Regions from separate parts of the Mus musculus genome. Here all the other regions are linked to region 2. Evidence: chromatin contacts called from public Hi-C and promoter capture Hi-C data. All regions are on one chromosome and are shown on one strand. The core of a region is the stretch at or near the end of the contact, and the rest is flanking DNA. Distances in the headings are between cores, read along the strand shown. Region 1 holds the start of Fga (fibrinogen alpha chain). Region 2 holds the start of Tdo2 (tryptophan 2,3-dioxygenase). Region 3 holds the start of Fgg (fibrinogen gamma chain).

The links. Promoter capture Hi-C pulls out the DNA fragments that hold promoters and counts their contacts. A called contact is a pair of places that touch in the nucleus more often than the background predicts.
Region 1: a Hi-C map of liver shows a contact between it and region 2, with 2.1 times the contacts expected there. The contact joins the promoter of Fga here to the promoter of Tdo2 in region 2. A contact is called at or near these places in 2 of 39 promoter capture datasets (both in liver), 1 of 484 Hi-C or Micro-C datasets (liver) and 1 of 9 other capture datasets (embryonic stem cells).
Region 3: a promoter capture Hi-C map of liver shows a contact between it and region 2, with 2.0 times the contacts expected there. The contact joins the promoter of Fgg here to the promoter of Tdo2 in region 2. A contact is called at or near these places in 3 of 39 promoter capture datasets (liver and stem cell-derived epiblast-like cells), 1 of 484 Hi-C or Micro-C datasets (liver) and 1 of 115 datasets of contacts at active chromatin or transcription factors (hepatocytes).

Annotation. Positions count from the first base shown.
Region 1 is chr3:83,024,738-83,027,437 of GRCm38.p6, reverse strand. Fga (fibrinogen alpha chain) reads right to left here and starts at 1,285. Exons shown (of 6, transcript NM_001111048.2): 1 at 1,170-1,285. The coding sequence starts at 1,223.
Region 2 is chr3:81,974,466-81,977,165 of GRCm38.p6, reverse strand. Tdo2 (tryptophan 2,3-dioxygenase) reads left to right here and starts at 1,438. Exons shown (of 12, transcript NM_019911.2): 1 at 1,438-1,507; 2 at 1,737-1,842. The coding sequence starts at 1,473.
Region 3 is chr3:83,006,446-83,009,145 of GRCm38.p6, reverse strand. It overlaps Fgg (fibrinogen gamma chain), which reads right to left and starts at 1,422. Exons shown (of 10, transcript NM_133862.2): 1 at 1,164-1,422; 2 at 949-993; 3 at 589-772; 4 at 405-498. The coding sequence starts at 1,238. Gm30097 (a long non-coding RNA gene) reads left to right here and starts at 731. Exons shown (of 5, transcript XR_375748.2): 1 at 731-792.

The DNA.
Region 1 (2,700 bases), core at 36-2,535, 1.1 Mb before region 2:
TGTATTGTTCTTTACTCTCTGATATCAAGATTTTTGAATGGTGAGCCAAAAAACCCACCACCACCACCACCACCACCACCACCACCACCACCACAAAAAACACCTGAAATAATATACAGCCTGGGTAACTAATTAGGATGTCACTAGGTCCTTGGTCATAGTTGACATGTTTTATAAACTAGAATGTGTCAGAAACTCCAGTAATTTAGATTTCTTTCTTTTGTTTTTCTTTGGGGCTTAATTTGGGGAATGATGTCAGTATTTAGAAGTTATCTGAAAAGAACACGAATCCTTCCAAAGAGCCCACTGCCTCATAACTAATGTCTTCGGAATTTGCTATACGTTTTCAAAGGCAATTAATTTGCCCTCTTCCTTTTATGTCTTCAAAAGGATATGAAAAGTTCCTCTTAGGGCTGCGGGTGTAGAACGCTTGCTTGGTCAGTACAGAGAAAGCTCTGCTTCATTCCTCAACATGACAACATTACAAAACTAAAATATTACAAATAAAACAAAGACTAGAGGTAAACCATACTAAACCCCAAACCTTCTGCTCATTACAGACAAATGTCTGGAATTACCAGCTGGAGAACAGTTCTTACCCAGTGTTTTGTTCTGTTAGAATGATGTCTCTGGAGTTTAAAGGGACAAACATGTGGAGGGATTCAGGAGGCTGGCAGTGTAGCTTAGTTGTAGAGAGCTTTACTGCCATGCCCAGGGGTTCTCAACCTGTGGGTCACGACTCCTTTGGCAAACCTCTATTTCCAAAAATATTTACGTTATGATTCATAAAAGTAATAAAATTAAGGTTAGGGAGTAGTAACTAAAAACAATTTTCTAGTTGCGGGTCATCACAACATGAGGAACTGCATCTAAGGGTTGCAGCATGAGGAATTCTATGCTGGATCAATCCCCAGCAACCGTGAGAGTATACTAACACACAGCTGCAGTTTTAAAGACTGCATCTGAATCAGCCTGAACGACAGATGTCAAGATCTCTCGTTATCCTAGGGCCTCCCTCTGGACATCACATTTCCCCATACACTTGTCAGGCTCATCTAAGAATTTGCCTCCCTGGCCTGGCATTTAAAAAGCTAAGTACAAAGGACTTGTAGACTCTGAACTCAGGGCTCCTTGCGGAAGAATTAACAGAGAGAAGAGAAAGCACATACCCAGACTGTGCTGGCCACGCTCAAGATGAGGCAGGTGACCCTCAGGGACAGCATGGTGTCTGCGTTTAGGGATGGCTCATGAGGAGAACTGGAGCTGAAGCGAAGGAGGACTGACTGCACTCACAGCTCCAACCCTACTTAAACCGGCAGGAGGTTAATCATCACCCTTGGCCCACTCAAGCAGCCAAAGCTCACAGTGTGTCCTGTGCTCTGACCATAATAACCAAGGTATCCCAGAAACTCTTGCTCAATTCTCTGTAGCTTGTTTGTTTCCGATAAGTTGTTGCAAATGGTAGCATTTGATTGTGCAGTCAGCAGTTGGGGGGTGGGGGGAATCTACATTCCAGGAAATGGGGGCCTTGGAAGCTGGGGAGATGAACACAGTTCACACCTGAAGGAAGTAAGAGAGCAGCCAGGGCACTCTGGCTATCACTTCTGTGGAGCAGAGACATTGGACTGTGTGTGGGATTCAGAGTTCATCTGAATTTCAGAATGACCTGAAAGCCTACAATAAGCTTATGTTAAACGGGTTGTTTTCCTCCAGCCAGAGGTCAAGACAGTAGCTGCTGGCGACCAATGCCAGCATCCACAGTCCTAGCTCCAGCTTCCTGGCTCTGAGCACTTATGAAGGTTAACTGTCCATCCTTGGGAATCAGTCTCCTCTCTTAAAGACCAGGGCAAAGGCAACATCCTACACATGTTAGTAAACAAATGGGTGAATTATTTCAAGGCCTCCCGAGGAGTGGTTGTCACCACGGCCTGGGAGGAAGTGCTGGCCATGATTGGAGAAGTACATGGAAAATGTACTGTACTTCCTGCCTTTGGGCTTGATCTCTCTTCATCTGCTCTTCATTTCCATGTACAATTCTTCTGGACTCAGTGAAACTTCTGTGTGACCCAACCACGCACCCACTAATATTCCCCCCCCCCCCAAAAAGCAACAGCTGGATTTTGAACAGAATATTCATTGTTCACAATTCCACACTATGGAAGCAGCCTCAGACAATGGATGAATGGATAAAGAAAAGGGGTGGATACAAGAGATTATTGTTCAGCCTGTGAAAAGAAGAAATTCACACATTTGGGGAAATGTACGGGAGCCTTGAGGATATCACACTAAGCGAACGATGTGACTTCACTTCCGTGTGAAACCTTTAATGTGCAACTCAAGAGACTGGGACACAGTAGTGGTTTCCTGGAGACGAGAAATGAGGGAAACAGAAAGGAAGAAAAAAGAGGAAAAGGGAAAGATAATCAAAGAAGGTGATGCATATACTAATGAGCTCAAAGGGGTGGTTATTTCACATCAAACATACAGCACTTTTACATATCAGTCACGGTTCAATAAAATGATTAAAAAAAACCCTTTGACTTAAGTGTGCTGTATTTAGTAATAAACACTGAGAATGAGCAGCCAAATCTGAATCTCAGACAGACAACCAATATATCTTAGTGTATGCATGTCTTCTGCCGTGTTTGGAGTATGCTTATACTAGAATGTAGTTGTTCATGTGAAATGCAAACGTAACAG
Region 2 (2,700 bases), core at 189-2,688:
AGAGAATCTCATTTGCCAAGGACTTTTAAATTCTTTTTACATTCCAAATGTTGACCCTCTTCCCAGTTTCCCCCACACACAAGTCCCCATCCCCTCCTCCCTCCCCCTGCCTCTATGAGGGTGCTCCCCCACCTGCCCACCCACTCCTGCATCAATGCCCTAGTGTTCCCCTATCCTGGGTCATCAAGCCTCCTCAAGACCAATGGGCTCCCCTCCCAGTAATGCCAGATAAGGCAATCCTCTGCTACATATCTAGCTGGAGCCATGATACCTCCATGTGTACTCTTTAGTTGGTGGTTTAGTCCTTGGGAGCTTTAGGGGGTCTGGTTGGTTGATATTGGTGCTCTTCCTATGAAGTTGCAAACCCCTTCAGCTCCTACAGTCCTTGCCCTAACTTCTCCATTGGGGTCCCTACACTCAGTCCAATGTTTGAATCTGTACATCTGCATCTGTATTGGTCTGGCTCTGGCAGAGCCTCTCAGGGGACAACTATACTAGGCTCCTGTCAGCAAGCACTTCTTGGCATCAGCAATAATGTCTGGGTTTGATGTCAGCAGATGAGTTGCATCCCTAGGTGGGGCAGTCTCTTGATGACCTTTCTTTCAGTTTCTGCTCCACTTTTTCTCCCTGCATTTCGTTTTGAGAGGAGGAATTCTGGATTAATATTTTTGAGGTGGGTGGGTGGCCCTATCCCTTAGCTAGGGGCCATGCCTGTCCATTGGATATGGGGTCTACAGGTTCTATCTCCCCTTTGTTGGGTATTTGAGTTAATGTTCTCCCTTTTGGGTCCTGGGAACCTCTTGGGTCCCTGACATCTGGGACTTCCTAGTGGCTACTCCCAATTCCCCTTCCCCCACTGCTACACAGCTACTTTCAAACTCCTGACCCTCTGTACTTCTCCCCCATCTCCTCCCATATCTGAACTGCCCTTCCTTTTCCCTGCCCCTCCTCTCTCCCTTCTAGATCTCTCTCTCCCTCTACTTCCCAGAGATTATTCTTTTCCCCCTACTGAGTAGGGCTGACATTTCAATACTTGTTTCTCAGAAGTCAGGAGACTACACTACTGGGAGAAGTTAAACTTTTGCCTATAATGCCATTCTCTTTAAGGATTCTTATGCTAATAGAAAACTTTATTGGAATTAAGTAGTTAAGTGTAAATGTCTATGGACTTGGCCTCTATTGATTTATTTGATGTCTTCTATGTTGGATATAAAAGCTCAACTTGGCAAGTTAGAGGGTTTGGCACGCCCTGCTAGCAAACAAGCTGTGCCCCAACAAAAATCCACCCCCAAGTTACAGAGGCTCAGTTCTGAACCAGTACGAAATGAGATCCGGGCTAAGAGTGTAAGCTGGGTGCTGATTGGCTGTGTCTGGCAATCAGGATACATAAAAGGCAAGCACTAAAGTATCTGGGAAGGTTGATACCATTCCTGACCTAGCAAACCTGTGTGGTCCTGAGACACTTCAGTACTATGAGTGGGTGCCCGTTTGCAGGAAACAGTGTAGGGTGAGTGTTTATCTCTGTTTATATGGAAGGGAACTTTCCAGCCTTAGCCTATAAACAGTCAAATTCCTGGACTTAAAAGTTAATTCCTTGCTTCTTATTAGTCTGTTAATTTATTAATAAACCAGACAGAATTAGAAACAGAGTTGTACTTTCTTATTTTATGGGCACTCTGCTTTTGGTTTTTTTGTTTGTTTGTTTTAATTTTTTGTGTCATTCACTCAAAATGCAGATACACTTTGAAAAACGTATCTATGGAGGACAATGAAGAAGACAGAGCTCAAACTGGTGTAAACAGAGCCAGCAAAGGAGGACTTATCTATGGCAATTACTTGCAGGTAGGTGCTGGCAACCAACCCCTCGCTGGCTTTAGCTGCTGTCATCAGCCACTAAATTGTCTCTAAATGGTCTTTCACTTGACTGTATTTTTTTTTTTTCAATCACCAGTAGTTTTCTGAACCTTCGGACCTTTCTATTCGTAGATATCTGTGCCTATTCAAATCTGCTATGGCACGTTGAGTGGTGAAATGTTCCTTCCTAGAAGAGGCTCTGCAACAGCAGAAAGTTCTGTATCTGGACAGGAGATTGTGAAAGATAAAGCACAGGGCAGATAGCAGACGGGCTGTGCTCAGCACATGTGAAAAGATGGGGGTCAGAACCCCAAATCCCCATCGGAAATCTGCAAATTCCACATTACAATGTAGAAATGTTAAAGGTACACAGAACCTTCTCAAAACCATTAGGAAATAAAAGACAGCTTTCCATTGGGAATTGGGAGGTGATTATGGTTCGCTTTCAGATTAAAAATTTAAGGTGGGAAATGGTTAAAGTTCTCGTGCTTCTTTGGTAGTTTTGTAAGGATGAAGTGATAATGAATGTAAAACCCGCCAGAAGCCTTTGAGTAGGAGGAAAGAAAAGTATTGCAGACTTGAAGCAAACGGTTGGCTTCCCACCATACTGTCCTGAGAACACTGGCATTTGAGAGGACAGTGCTGTCTCACTGAGGATTTTGGAGAAGAACGGCAACTACAATTATTCTTAAAATCGCAAATTTAACCTACTTTTTGTTGTTGATGATGAAACTCATTTACTGTTTTTTTTTTTTTTTTTTTTAAAGACCGATCACAGTTTGAAAGGACTTGACTCAGGGGTACTTTTTCCAGAATTGTAGTCTGCTTCTTGTTAATGTCTGTGTG
Region 3 (2,700 bases), core at 173-2,672, 1.0 Mb before region 2:
CCTTCTACTTCACTTTTGACAAGATTTTTCTATAGCAGTCAAGACCCTTCTTCTGTCTGTTCTCTGATTTACTAATGTTGACTTGGTGACATGTTTGTGAAGAGGATTTCCACACCTCAATTCCCATATATTTGATTTTATATTGTAAGGGGGCTGGGGGACATTCAAGTAAATAGAGCCAGAATGGCATTCAAAGGCATCTACAATAACCTTTCTCCAATGCGATTATTATTTTAAAATTACAGGCCCGTGCAACTCATTTTTCACTAAAGAACTCCCATCTCCACTGGGAGATTTGATACTATAAATGAAAACTAAATTCCAAGGTCACTTTCTATGAAATGTGGAACATTAAGGAAAAGTTCCAGGTGCCTTGAGGAGCACATGAAAACCCAGACACATACCGAATGCTTGTCTCGTGGGTTAACAGCAGCGCTTCGTATTTCACAATTTCTTCTACCATCTTCTTAGACTTCTGAGTGGCACTGTCTATCATACCTGTAACAGGGTCAGAGACAGGAAAATCCCTTAAGCAAATAGTACAACGGAAAGCAGAGGAGGTGACTCCTCGGTGGGGTTTCCTCTCACCTGGCTTTGGGGGTTGGTCTGGGTTGTAGTAAACCTGAATTGCTTTGATCAGTTCTTTGGCTTCTGTGGTTCTGTTTTCAGCCCGGAATAAGATGTCTTCCAGCGTTCGGAGATCATTGTCCACGTCGGTTTGGTAAGAAGACAGGAAATCTGCGATACCACAGGTGGTTGGGCAGAAACTACCCTGCAAGTCAATTTAAGGAGGTAATTAAACACCTTAGGAGAGAAGTCTTAAATACAATCCATAAATATTAAACCATTCCCCAAAAGCTTAAGTTGTCAACTGATAAATGAAAGTGCTACCCTGTTTTCCCACCCTTCTCTAGTTTCAGGATAGGGGGTGACACTGAAATTACTTACGAATCTCTCATCTAGGATGCAACAGTTATCTCTGGTAGCCACATACTGTTGGAGAAAAACAAAGATATTTTGCTACTGGTCCCAGTCATGTCTCTCTCTCTCTCTCTCTCTCTCTCTCTCTCTCTCTCTCTCTCTCTCTCTCTCTCTCTCTCTCTCTCTCCCCTTTATAAAAACGTTTTAATAATAAAACAGTATGGCTTCGGAAGGACACTTACTGCCAGGCCCGTTGGAGAGAACAGTAAAAGCAGGCAGCAAAGAAGGAAACTCGGGGGCTGCAAAGACCAACTCATGGTGTCTGGGTGACCAGGTGCTCCCAGCTCTTTACAGCCAGCACTGTGACCTCTTGGGCTTCTCCTTGGTCCTTTATGTGAGCTCTCAGTCTGGGCGGGACTAAGGGTGGCTGGAACTGGTCACAGGGTCTCTTTACCAGAAATGTGAGCTCTTTCTGCTCATTCTGGCTCTCACTCGTGCTCTGAGGGATTCCCAGATTTTGCGCACAGGTTTAAGCTCCTCCCTTTGGGCTCAGCCCAACCTGTCTCCTCAGACCCACAGGTATCTGCAAAAGCCAGCAAAACAGGGGGGGGGGGGGTGCTGCTCCGAGGGCTGACAGAGGCCGCGTGTTGCAACTACTTCCAGTACACCACCTCCAGGAGAACAAACACAGGGTTCTGACCTCCCACAACAAACCAAGCTTATCCAGAAGTCTGGCCTGTTGCAGCCACAGGCATTACTGAAAGACCTGTCTTTGCCCAGGGGTGGGAGAAGGGAACTTTTCCTCCTTTCATGTCTAAGGTCTGTATTTCCAAGGGTGGATCATGCTGGAGATGGGTTCCTGTCCCTCCTCTGTGATATCCTTTTTCTTGGGTCAGTTTTGACTGAGTTTTGGGCTCAACTCTTCTGATGACTGGAAGACAGGTTCCCTCCCATCTGCCACCAAAGAGAAGGAGCCAGGAGTTTACCAGTTTGTCCCAAAGCCCCATCTAGTTCCTGGAGGAAAAGCCTGGACTCAGAGAAACCCACCTGTCACACATCTCCTTAGAAGCCTCTCTGAAGGAGAAGGGACACAGGGAGACACTGAGAAGGTTCATTGAGTTTGTGGGGAAAGGGCACTGTCACCTCTCTTTGCTAATGACAAGCAGCTGTGGCACTGTGACAGATGTGTGCAGTCACTCTCCTCCTGTGACCAAGCTTGCTGTAAACTGTGAAGAACTATGTAACTGGGAGAAACGCACTAACATGAAAGAAGTGCTAACATGCTGGTATTTGACTTGAAGTTTTGACAAAGTACTGTCTCCTTTGACATTAAAACAAAGAAATGTTTATGCTCTGTAGCTAGTCAGAAATCATTTTAAGTAAGGGAACTCATCAGACCAAATATGTAGCCCTTTCTCTTCCTGACCAGATTGGCCTCCACTTCAGTCACTTTTTGCTCCAAGCCATTTGTGATATTCTTACAGAATAGCTTGGACAATGCCACCATTCACCTGCTTAAAGACCCCGTAGCCTTTAGTCACTTCCTATCTCCTGTTTGTTTTTTCTTCCTATATGTTCTACTTTTTCCCCCCATCTTGTTTGTCAATGTGCATAGGAACTACTGCATCTCTGGCTGTCAAAACAAATAAAACAAAAAACAAACAAACAAACAAACAAAAACAAGCAAAAACCCCCAGAAGCCCTGTTTTCTGGAGGCTAGTTCCCTCTAATAGAGCATTACCCCACAGCCCCAGCTCTGGCTCCATGTTTTGTAGGAAT